Linked DNA regions of Mus musculus: regions 1 and 3 are each linked to region 2. The links are chromatin contacts, called in public Hi-C and HiChIP or PLAC-seq maps. All regions are on one chromosome and are shown on one strand. The core of a region is the stretch at or near the end of the contact, and the rest is flanking DNA. Distances in the headings are between cores, read along the strand shown. Region 1 has its middle 30 kb from the start of Gm35787. Region 2 overlaps Egf (epidermal growth factor). Region 3 holds the start of Pitx2 (paired-like homeodomain transcription factor 2).

What was found. A called contact is a pair of places that touch in the nucleus more often than the background predicts. HiChIP or PLAC-seq counts read pairs in DNA pulled down with a chosen protein or histone mark.
Region 1: a contact with region 2 is called in a Hi-C map of muscle stem cells, with 2.0 times the contacts expected there. The contact joins two enhancer-like sites. A contact is called at or near these places in 1 of 39 promoter capture datasets (cranial neural crest), 2 of 484 Hi-C or Micro-C datasets (bone marrow-derived macrophages and muscle stem cells) and 2 of 9 other capture datasets (adipose tissue and liver).
Region 3: a contact with region 2 is called in an H3K27ac HiChIP or PLAC-seq map of embryonic stem cells, with 3 times the contacts expected there. The contact joins the promoter of Pitx2 here to the enhancer-like site in region 2. A contact is called at or near these places in 1 of 15 datasets of contacts at CTCF or cohesin (embryonic stem cells), 7 of 484 Hi-C or Micro-C datasets (cortical neurons, embryonic stem cells, myocytes and 1 more), 10 of 115 datasets of contacts at active chromatin or transcription factors (astrocytes, embryonic stem cells, extraembryonic endoderm stem cells and 2 more) and 2 of 9 other capture datasets (adipose tissue and liver).

The regions. Positions count from the first base shown.
Region 1 is chr3:129,390,776-129,394,970 of GRCm38.p6, forward strand. No RefSeq gene overlaps it. Among named protein-coding and RNA genes, the nearest start is that of Gm35787, 30 kb to the right of the region's middle. Within about 2 kb of position 2,581, at least 29 of the 459 cell types and tissues checked have an H3K27ac peak or open chromatin away from gene starts, as enhancers often do. A contact at or near this core is called in muscle stem cells, where this site is marked.
Region 2 is chr3:129,678,125-129,681,906 of GRCm38.p6, forward strand. Egf (epidermal growth factor) reads right to left here. Exons shown (of 24, transcript NM_010113.4): 23 at 2,975-3,080; 24 at 1-431. The coding sequence ends at 196. Among named protein-coding and RNA genes, the nearest start is that of 6330410L21Rik, 74 kb to the right of the region's middle. Within about 2 kb of position 2,322, at least 42 of the 459 cell types and tissues checked have an H3K27ac peak or open chromatin away from gene starts, as enhancers often do. A contact at or near this core is called in embryonic stem cells, muscle stem cells and trophoblast stem cells, where this site is marked.
Region 3 is chr3:129,197,891-129,202,018 of GRCm38.p6, forward strand. It overlaps Pitx2 (paired-like homeodomain transcription factor 2), which reads left to right and starts at 1,988. Exons shown (of 5, transcript NM_011098.4): 1 at 1,988-2,272. Gm40149 (a long non-coding RNA gene) reads right to left here and starts at 1,019. Exons shown (of 4, transcript XR_867634.2): 1 at 1-1,019.

The DNA.
Region 1 (4,195 bases), core at 1,331-3,830, 290 kb before region 2:
GCCTGTGTACTTATCGCATCTTTTAGCTTAGTATTTTTATGGGTCTCCTGAGAGGGAGAATGAGTGGGTGTCTGAATCTTGTGCCTTGGGACTCTTTTCCTTCTGTTGGGTTGCCTTTTCCAACTTTGATATGATAGGTTTTTGCTTCATCTTATTGTATTTTATTTTGTTATGTTTGGGAGAGAGAGGGAAAGAGGGAGAGAGGGAGAGAGGGAGAGAGAGAGAGAGAGAGAGAGAGAGAGAGAGAGAGAGAGAGAGAGAGAGAGAGAAAATGGTCAGAGAAAGAAAATATTGTTACTGTGCTTGCTTTGCCTGGTCGATTGTCTTTGAAAAGTCATTTAGGACAAGTTCCCATTTGTCTGTCATTCTTACCTATTGGCGTTTGACTCCTTTGTACTCTGGGCGCTCGGTTTTGAGCCCAGGACTTTATGCATTACGCAGGGCATCTTTCAGTAAGCATCATTTCATCCCCCACCCATGACTTTTTATTAACTCTGTGTACATACATGTATCTACATATGTAAACATAAAGTGTGTATGGTTCACTGAGCAGTGTTATAGAGCATGTAACCAGACTCAAATCAGGACACAGTACCACCCAGCATTCCCAAGGCCCTAGAACTGTCTAGAGCTGTGGTTCTCAGCCTTCCTAATGCTTCGATCCTTCAGTACAGTTCCTCATGTTGTGGTGACCACCGACCATAAAATTACTTTTGTTGCTACTTCATAACTGTAATTTTGCTACTGTTATGAGTCATAATGCAAATAATATCTGCTAAGCAAGATATCTGATATCACCCAGGAAAGGGTGATTCAACCCCCAAGGAGGTCGAGACCCCACACATTGAGAACAACTCTTCTTAAAGTTCACTTTTATTTCCTTTTAGCCTCTTCTCCGTTGTTGAGTTCTAATTTTATCTACAAATTTTGGTGAAGACAGTTTTCCCATGCTTGCTTCTCAAGCCAATTGCTATATTCCTTTGAGAATATTTTGGCTTTCTTCCTCTCTCTCTCTCTCTCTCTCTCTCTCTCTCTCTCTCTCTCTCTCCCTCTCTCTCTCTCCCTTTCTTCTTTCTTCTTAACTTATAAAGTCTTCCTTCACTCAGAAGGCCAGTGACTGTTCCCCTATATTTTGGTCAGGAATGCTTGATTGCAACATGTCATCCTCCCTGGGATCCACTTTGGTGTGAGATGGGGATGATAGCTTCAATCACTGTTTTGCCAGTAGCCCATCTTAAAAGAGCTTTTGTTCCCAGGGGTCACAGCTGTGCTAGCTGGACAGCTTCCTCCGGGCAAGAGACATGGTTTAGTTTGAGGAGAGAAGGGTTAGTCAGGACTCCCTAAGCTGAGGAATCCAGAAAACTTCATGATAGATAGGGTTTTTCAAAGTGAGTCAAGAATTTTATACACGTTTGGACCTAGCTATACAGTGACCTGAAGAGGGGCAGCAAATAGCTTGGCTAAACATCATCCCGACAATGTTAAATGAATGAGCTAATTGGGGAAAGGTCATTTCCTTACCTTGTACGTCAAAATGACAGTCTGACGTTTTCTGGGAAAGGGGCCACAGAGCTATTCACAGGCAAGTGGGCTGACAGCACAGAAGGGAGGCTTGGAAGGGCAGTTTGGCCACAAAGAACGAAATGTGAAATGTGTTAACAAGTGACAAGGTGGAGATTCTAATGCTCTTTCTGCTCCTTAAAATCCGTGTGCCCTTTAAAAATATACCCGATCAAACTGTCGTTTTCTAACAGGCACAAGCAAATGCTCGACCCTCCATTTTGCTGAAGGTTGGGAAATGCCGCATCAATAGAAGGAGCTTGGCCCCAGGGTGGGCAGCTCACTCTCAGTGCAGTTTTCCCACAAGATGGAGTGCTGAGGTGAAAAGTAGAGACAGTAGAGAGTGGGGACGGAGTTGGAGAGTGGGGATGGAGCTGGAGGGGTCCACCAGCTGCAGACTGGAGACAGGTCAGGGAATGGGTGCGGCTACCCACTTGCTGGACGATAGAACTGATCAAAGGGAAATGAGCAAAGCCCCTGCAGACACTGTTGAGAATTTTACATCTGTGTGGGGCAATGGGCTATTCACAGACAGGCTGATCTCCAGTCGAGTTGAGGTCTGAACCCCGGTAGAACCCGTGATGGTAATTCCCACCTACATGGGACAGAAGATGTTCCCTCATGTCTCCTGGACCTTCAGGCTAGACGCCTCCCAGTTACCTAGCAACAGCAAGACCACTATATGAGGGGCTGCTTGGCCCCTCCTCGCTCTCTTAAGCTTTTACTTTCCCCCTTACTCTCCCCCTTACTCTCCCCCTTACTCTCTCTCCTCGCTCTCTCTTTCTAACCTCTTACTCTTCTCTAGCCTTTCTTCTTTCTCTCTCTCGTTTCCCCTTCCCTTCTCTTGGCCATGGTCACTCCCCCCCCCCCCCCACCTTCTCTCCGTTCTCCCTGCCTTTCTACAATACAGCTCTAAAATTATAGACTGTCTCTGTTCGTCAAGGTCCACTGTGCTTGGATGATCAGCTAGGCTTTCTCCTAATGAGCCGTGTCTAACCTCCCCTCAGAAGGCTTTCCGTGTCCAGCCACAAACCGAAACTAAGAACTCTCGTCTGCGTGGGAACCTTTCCCCTTGCCCTCTCTCCCATATCTCTGGGGCCGAGAGTGTCACCCCGGGAACCCTGGTATCGGGGGCTGCCCCTTGTCCACCCCCCATCAAGTGGGGTCCAGTGACTTCATACAGCCAGATGCCCACCGGGGAAAAGCGTCCAGCAGTCCTCCTGAGTTCGCCTGCCCAGAGCACAGGAACTCTGGTCAGACACGGGCTCTCTCCCTCCCCCCTCTTCCCCTATACCCACAGCCCCACACATCTGTGTTTTCCTCCCTAACAAGAAGGGGACATTGTGGGGCTGTGGTGGGAAGAGCATGGACTTTGAAATCAAGCCAGGGACTGGATCCCGACTCTACTCTGTAAGACCTGAAGGACATTTATTAGCCTCTCAGGGACGTCAGTTACATCTCACACAATGGGGAGAAAGCAACATTGTCTTAGGGTCTCTATTCCTGCACAAACATCATGACCAAGGAGCAAGTTGGGGAGGAAAGGGTTTATTTGGCTTACATTTCCGCATTGCTGTTCATCACTGAAAGAAGTCAGGACTGGAACTCAAGCAGGCCAGGGAGCAGGAGCTGATGCAGAGGCCATTGAGGGATGTTCTTTACTGGCTTGCCTCCCCTGGCTTGCTCAGCCTGCTCTCTTATAGAACCCAAGACTACCAGCCCAGAGATGGTCCCACCCACAAAGGGCCTTTCCCCCTTGATCACTAATTGAGAAAATGACTTACAGTTGGATCTCATGGAGGCATTTCCTCAACTGAAGCTCCTTTCTCTGTGATAACTCCAGCTGTGTCAAGTTGACACAAAACCAGCCAGTACAAACACCTTGGTCAGAGAGTAGAACTAGACCACTCTGCATATAAAGGACCCAGAGGAAAGCCTAGGACCAAATGGGAGGTAGGCTTCGCCATTTCTGTCAAGTGCTTCTGTTTTCTTTTCCTGTGTATAAATAACAGGTTTACTTCAATGTCAATAAAAAAATGGATTTGGGAGGACTGGAGAGATAGCTCAGCAGTCAAGAGAGAGCACTGACTGCCCTTACGGAGGTCCTGAGTTCAAATTCCAGCAACCACATGTGGCTCACAACCACCTGTAATGAGATCTGTTGCCCTCTTCTGGTGTGTCTGAAGACAGCTACAGTGTATGTACATATAATAAATAAATAAATCTTTTTAAAAATGGATTTGATTACTATAAACAAGAAGTCTCAAAGGGGTATAAAGACCCCTCCTATCCTTTTTCCCTTGGCCAGGCTTGTGGTTTGAACCTCCTGTTACAGGAAGTTTGGGGGGTGCTCTTAAGACTTCTGAGGGCGTGTACAACCACTCTGGAAATCAGTCTGGCGGTTCCTCAGAAAATTGGACATAGTACTACCGGAGGATCCAGCAATACCTCTCCTGGGCATATATCCAGAAGATGCCCCAACTGGTAAGAAGGACACATGCTCCACTATGTTCATAGCAGCCTTATTTATAATAGCCAGAAGCTGGAAAGAACCTAGATGCCCCTCAACAGAGGAATGGATACAGAAAATGTGGTACATCTACACAATGGAGTACTACTCAGCTATTAAAAAGAA
Region 2 (3,782 bases), core at 1,072-3,571:
CAGTGGAACTGCTTAAAGCAAGAAGCAAAAGTCGCAGCTATCCCGCTGTGCAGCTCTGCAGCTGTGCAGCTATCTTCAGGACCCTGAGCGAGCAGTGATTAGCCGTGGAAACTGGAGTACCAAGTCTGTAGCATTCTACCATCATCAGCCTGGTTTGTTATTTTCCCTTCTGTACCTTCTGTCTACTCCCAGTTTCTACTGAACTGGCTCTGTCTGCCGTGGCAGGTCTGGAGCCCTTTCGTGACACGATCCATTAGCTGACTGGAGAGAATGCAGCTTCTCCGGCCCCACAGGTCTGTAGGAGGGTAGGTGGGAGTTTCCCTCTATTTCCTGGGGTCCTCTGTCACTTGATGGTGGAATCCAGCAGCTTTGCCCTGTGCCCATTCCATCTATGTGGGGCTTCTGTCTCCATGAAGTCAGATGCACTGACCCTGTTCAAAGAAGATGGGTGGGGGACAAGAGAGAAGAATGAAGGGGAAAGAGAAGATAAAGGGAGAGGAGGGGCGGAATAGATATGAAGAAGAGATGAAGGAGAGGAGGAGATTTCATTGTTCACAAAGACATCCTTGTAACAGTCATGGGATAATAGACTTAAAACATACGAAACAAAGGAACCCATTGCAACCTATCTGGGGCTCAGGGTTTTTTTGTTTGTTTGTTTGTTTGTTTTTTTAAAGATTTATTTACTTATTATATTTAAGTACACTGTCGTTGTTTTCAGACACACCAGAACCTGTTACAGATGGTTGTAAGCCACCATGTGGTTGCTGGGAATTGAACTCCTGACCTTTAGAAGAGCAATCAGTGCTCTTAACCGCTAAGCCATCTCTCCAGCCCCTGGGGTTCAGTTTTGAAAACTGGCAAAGCATCAGTTGGTTGAGATGATCCAAAGAGCTAAGAGTGCTCCCTAGCCTTTCCTGTGTACACCCCACCTCCACATCAGGACCATACATGCCTTAGAACATTGTTTAGGTTTGAAATACATTTCCTTCCTCCCAGCTCGGTCCTCTTTCCCTAACCCTCACCCACTGGTGCTGGCTGGGGTCCATGACGATGTCTCTGTGCTCAAACACTACTACTATGATTCCATGCCTTTTGTGTGTGTGTGTGTGTGTGTTTCACGACAGGGTTTCTCTGTGTAGCTCTGGCTGTCCTGGAACTCATGCTGCAGACCAGGCTCGCCTCACACTCAGAAATCTACCTGCCTCTGCCTCCTAAGTGCTGGGATTAAAGGCGTGCGCCACCACTGCCAGGCTTCTTCCACGCCTTTCTAGGAGAACCAGTTCAGAGCCAAAGCTGACCTTCAACTCCTTCCTCACTCTCCCTCCCACCCAAGCTCCGTGTGTGCTTTCTCTGTAAATACCTATGAGGTGGGAACACGATGGCTGGTCGGACTACTCACATGGGAAGCTAAGGAGTGGATCAACTCATTTGCTGCTCAGTGCATAACAGTGTTAATGTTCAAACCCCGCGCTCTCAGCCTTCCCAATGCTGCAGCCGTCCATACAGTTCCTAAAGCTCTGCTGGCCCACAACCATAGCACTGTTCCCATGGCTACTTTACAGCTGTCATTTTGCTACTGCTATGAACCTTCACTACTACTGTCCAGCAGTCTTAGGTGTATGTGACCTCCAAAGGGGTTGAGAACTGCTGCTCTAATCCATTCTGCCCTAACAATGTGAATCCCCCACCTCTGGTATAACTACATTTCTGTCAAATCTTTGAGCTTTGGGTTAAGTTGCAAAATCTTACCACATGTTTCTTCTAAGCATATTTTCTCTGAAAGGGACCCTGTGTTGTTGGCTGCTCAAGGAAAAGTAGTAACTACAAGACAGCCCTTTACCTTCTAATAGTGCTGGCAACAATACCTCGGCAACTATTGAAGATCTGAGTTTTAAGAGTATACAGACAACAGTCACCATACATAAACATTTATTACAGTTTTCAGTCAATCCCTTAATGAGCCTTATTAAACTCGTCTTGCTCAAATTATGCAATAATTTTTTTCTGAATATAGTATTTTAGGTTACAGCACAGAGCATGTTCAAAATGGAAATTTAGAATGAGTTTTCTGTAGTAAGACCCCAGGTTCTCCCTACTGGAAACCGGAAGAGGGTATTATGGCGGTGTGTGTGATGGGAACTATCAGGAAATACAAGTAGCACTGACACTTAGCCGGCTCCTGGCACTAGCAGGGAACCTGTTTTTATTGGCTCAAAGATTTCCTTTGCCTTCCCAATGGCTTAGGACACAAAGCATGTTCAGTGCTGCCCTCTGGGCTGTAAGGAGGATAATGATATCTGAGCTCCAAACCCAAGGGACAGATCACAGTACAAGTCCTGGCAGAGGGACCACAGCAAAGGACGCAGAGTACGCTCCAGGGGAGCTTGAGAACTTGGCTCGGATCTATGGTCCCTTAGTGGTCTGACTGGACTTCTCAGCCTAGAGCCTGGCTGAGGGTTAGCTCCCGGTAAGACTAGAATATGCTGAAATCCCTAGAACAAAGCCAGATCAACTTTCATCAATAAGAACACTCCCTCCAGGCCACGGAACCTGTTTGGGGAGAGCTATTTCCATCCCCGGGGGAGCTACACTCGAAGCAACGACTGAGAACCAACACTAGGGATAGCCTGCAGTCCTAAGCAGCTCAGGGGCTAAGAGAAGAGGAGATGCAATCAAATGTGTTTCTCTCGTGGTGTCAGTGCCTCCCAGGGCTCACTCAGCTTAGACAAGGCCAATGGCCTTTTGTGACTAGATGACATTTCTCAGTGGAAAACACTTTTTTTTTTTTTTTCCTTGAGACAGGGTTTCTCTGTATAGCCCTGGCTGTCCTGGAACTCACACTGTAGACCAGGCTGGCCTCAAACTCAGAAATCCACCTGCCTCTGCCTCCCAAGTGCTGGGTTTAAAGGTGTGCACTGGCACCACCACCCGGCTGGAAAACACTTTTGATCAAGGTAAAATACCGACTCACCGAGCTGCAGGGAGGGAGACAGGCCAGCATCTACTACTGCACCATTCGTACCATCCGCAGGCAGACTCCCATTCTTGGGGTCTTGGTGTTTCTCTAGGACCACAAACTGCAGAACAGAAAAGCAAAGGGTTCAGAGGATAACTGCTGTGATCTAGAAGCCACCTTGATAAACCTTCAACCGTAGTCGAGCTCACCCACACAGAAGGTGAAGCTGGAAAGAAACGCCTTGTCAACTGTCTCCAGCTAAACGTACATTTTCCTTTTTACAGTTTTACCATGTATGTGTACAGGTGTTGTGGCTGCATGTATATCTATCTGTGTATGTGTGTATGCCTGATGCCCATGGAGACCAGAAGAGGGCACTGGATCCCCTGGAACTGGAGTTACAGATGGCTGGCTATAAGCCAGCAAATGGGTGCAAGAAATCAAGCCCCAGTCCTTGGAAGAGTAGTCCGTGATCTTAGTACAGTGTACTTAGATATAATAATAAATAAATCTTTAAAAAAAAAAGAATCTTGGATCCATAGAGGGTCCTGTTTTGCTGCAAATTATACAAGTGTCCTTAGGTATCACCAGTACTTGCCCATCAGCCAGGCCATATATGTGGGTTTGGGCTACCGCTGTTTGTGTGTATGTGTGTGTATGTGTCTATATATAATTCATTTAAGCATGCTATCAAGTCCCAGGTAATTACGACCGCTAGTGAGTATGGGTAACTACTATCTTGCAGGGATCCCCAAGCTGTTCTTTCATAGGTGGCAGCTCAGAAGGCAGAGTGCTGAGAGAGGCCCAGATAAGCACAACAGCA
Region 3 (4,128 bases), core at 738-3,237, 480 kb before region 2:
GCACTCAAAACAAATTGAGCAAGTTTGTTTGCCTGTTTTTCCTGCTAACACCAATGAATTGAAACCACGGAGTCATTCAAGAAAACACAGAACATACTCCAAACAGCCTCCAGATTCAAAGGAAACTCGGCGTGTGTGCGGTAGCCCTGGGTTAACTTTTCTTGTGTATACATCCCGTGGGCATCCTTCAGAGGAGTCAGCATTATCTTCCTCAAATTGCATGAACTGGTGTGCTGATTTAGGAAGAAAAGCTGTATGAATTTTAGAGGGGACTTTATTTTCTATTAGGGACCAAGGAGAATTAGGGACCAAGGAGAAATGCAGTTTAATGGCGGGTCTGGTTGGGTTTTGTTCCCAGGCAAGGTTTAATATTGGTGAGAAAAACGCCAAACCATGAGGTACAGCTATTTTCTGATATTTTCCTAAAACATATCTTGAAGGGATGCACTTGAGATTGAAAGAACTTTGTCCCATATGTCTGGCAGAAGCCTTCACTCCTGGTCTTCCAGGCGAATCATATTTATAGCCCTTCCACGCAAAGGCAAGACCCTGCCAAAATATCCTGTTCGTTTCCAAAGTACAGACGCATTAGGAAATCAGAAAATATGAAATTAGAAGTAGGACCCACTTGTAGACTAGGAAAGGCCCCTTTCAGCCTTACATACTCTGGACTTTCAAGAACATTCGCTCATATGGGGGGGAACTTCCTTCTCCTTCCCCACCCCCATCCCGGTGCAATTTAATACCACTCTCAGTCAGGAACCTTAACCTCGTCATTTTAAAAAATGAGATATCCGCGACCCGGGGTGAACTTGTTGAGTGTAGGTACAGCAGAGGAAATTCTAGACTCTGAGAGTCCCAGACTTGAGCAAGAGATCCCATGCCGACACACTGGCCGGTGTGTGGCCCTGTCTACCTGCGCTCTTCCACTCTGATCCACCCGTCTTGACCTCAGACACCACCGTGACCTAGCCCTTGCCTTACTGTAGTTCAGGCCTCCCTCCGGTCATCGTCTGGTAATATCTCCCTCCTCCTCCTCCTCCTCCTCCTCCTCCTCCTCCTCCTCCTCCTCCTCCTCCTCCTCCTCCTCCTCCTCCCCCTCCCTCTCTCCCTCCCTCCCTCTCTCCCTCCCTCTCTCCCTTCCTTACCCCTTTTTCTTTCTTTCTTTCTCTCTCCTTCCCTCCCTTCTTTCATCCCCCCCACACACACCTATCGGCTGTGGCTCTCCCACCTTCTGCCGCTAGCTCACCCTATTTTTCTAACTTCTCCCAGTCATCATCTTCTCTTTGCCACCCCATCCATCCACCCACCTTCAGTGCTGCCCTCTGTGGATCCCTCAATTCCCTCCCACTGCCCCTGTAGACAATCAGTACAGTAACCAGCTTTCCTCTACTCCGCGGGCCTGAAAGGAGGTCACGCGCGCGCACACTCACATCCACACTTCGAAAGCCTCACCCGGATCAAACCAAGCCACACTGCCCTTTGTTTCATTTCATGGGCCACTTTGCTAGTCCCTTCCTCGTAAGCCACCCAGACTTTGCTCCGCGCGAATAGGTTTCTGTCTCCCCAGGCTCTGGCCCTCCCACTCAGATTTAGAAGGGGTTTGACGCACAACCGTTTTTTCTCCGTCCATTCCATCCTTGTCCCTTTCCTACCATCCCCACCATCCTGCTCCCCAGCTTGAGTGCTAGCTCCTGCCACTGGTCAGCTCCTGTCGGTCGGTAGTTGCCTCCGGCCCCTGATCCTCCGCTCCTCCCTCCTGGGTTCTGTCCGGGACCGCAGTCTCCTGGGCCCCTGGGCCTCACTTCTCAGCCCTAGTGGTCCCCTGTCCCCTCGATCGCCCCTGCACGCTCCCCCACCCCCGCAGTGGCCCAAGGCTGTGCTCGCCCCTTGATCGCCCAGCGTACAGCAGGCTCGGCCGCCCGCCCGCGCGCCACTGTGCACTGGAGTTTGGTGGAATCTCTGCTGACGTCACGACACTCCGCACACGGAGTCGGAGCGGAGGGAAGAGAGAGGGATGAGAGCGAGGGAGGGGAGAGAGAGTGCGAGACCGAGAGAGAAAGCCGGAGAGCAGCAGACAGAAACTGCCGGCGCCCGCTAGCTTTAGCAGCCCCCCGCGTGGACCCTCTCGGAACTTGGCACCCTCAAGATCCCCGCAGTTCCACCCAGACCCGCTCCACGGCGCTGGCTGTGCAGCCCGAGCCTCGGCCGCCTGGCAGTCACCCTGGGAAGCGGTGGGACGGGGAGACAGCCGTTCTCTCTCCGGTAGCCGGTAAGTGGAGGCCCTCTCTCCCACAGAGCTGTGAGATAATGCGAGTCTGGAAATTTGTTCCACTCTGGAGAACCTCCGCCGTGTATGATTTGTGGCTCGCCGGGCTTGTTTCTCCAGATTCAGCGCAGTTGGCAAACAGATCTTACAGAGCCCCTGTTCCGTTCGCCCTCAATCGCAGACACTAGAACAGTCCTACCCGGCGTTGAAGTCGACTGGAAGCCAGGCATGGCTGGCAGTTAAAACGAGGCATCTTCCCTGAAATTTCGATGCCAACAGGGTAGGGAGAAATCCTCCAGCTGAGGATTAGCCCAGTCAAGATAAAGGGCCAGCTACAAAGTTTCAGCTACTGGAATAGATTAGCCCCTTCCCATCATTACCCATTGGAAAAAAAAGGAGATTCCATCTTAACCGGCGGTTAGTGACCTCTCAGGCCCAAGCGAATTACCTGAGAGCCAGGCCTAGATGCCAACCCGCACAATTACTTCGGATTATAAATCCTTTAAATTGATCATCAGTCAACTCCAATCTTGTACTGAGGGAGATGCATTTTAAACGGATGCGGAGAGGCCACTATTTTGCAACTGGTAACTAAGTAAAAACATGCGATTCCAAACCAGCGAAATACAGTCCTTTTATTCCAATTAAATCACCTTCCCTAAACAATTTAGAAATCAAACTATCCTAGGAGGCTGGGATATTTTTGTTTTTATTCTATTTTGTAGGACTACCGTATTTTTTTGAGGTAAATTAAAATGGGGAGAGAGTCTTTTACTATTATGAATTACAATAATATGCATTCATACATTCTAAACGATTTAACGAACAAGTAATTTGATTTTTAAGAGATCTCTGCATCCTTTTCAGACCATTAGTTACAATTAAAGATATTTTATTCTCATGCAGTATCATTTAGAGGAGACTCCACCTAAAACCAATAATTTCACAGAAACAAAGATTGTTACTGAAGTGAATTGAGGACTTGTTGTTGTTGTTGTTGTTGTTGTTGTTGTTGTTGTTTGGGGGGCGTTGAAAATGAGCACAGTATTCCAATAATCAAAGTTTAGTTTCAAAACAAAGTAGCTACTTCACTTATGGAATGTTTTGCTTTGCCTCAGCAAAACTACGCCTAAGTTACTGCCCTGCTTTGTCCTGTAAGCTGAGCACTGTAGCTCCAAAGCTCCAGAAGCACACATTCCACAGAGCTTTAAAGAAAGCTTGCTCATGGTGAAGCACGGGGCTGTGCTAAAGTGGTATCTTAATTTCCTTAAATGATTACCCACTGCAAATTAATTTGCTGGCTAATCACACCAATTTAGTTCATTTAAAACATATGGCCTCATGCTTTTTATTTTTCAGCTTTCCATGAATGGTTCTGCTGTGGGATAAGAAAGGAAATGAAAAGGGTGAAATGGGAAAGAATTTTTGTTTTTTTGTTTTTTGTTTTTTGTGTTTTCTTGGACTGATTAGAACTCGTAGCTTCTTCTACAATTCCATCCTTGTACTGCTTGGGCAGAAATCATTTTTGAAACAAACTGCTCTGTTTCTTAGGGCTTGCCTATCTGCCTGGCCGGAGTGGCACTGTGCATGCTAATTGCTGGATAGTGCTTCATTAACACAATATGGAATGGAAGCTGACCCAAACCAGATTGCTTGGTATATACATTCCAACCAGGATGGGAACTTTTGGCATGAGAATAACTTCTAATCAGGAAACGTCTCCTATCTAAAATGTTGAGATTAGCCATCAAAACCAGTGTTGTAATCTGGCAGTGAAATTTGTCTGTCACACGTTAGCCACCTTGATAGGACAAGTTTAAGTATCATCAGATAAGACTTGAAGGTCTCTCTTTAAAGAA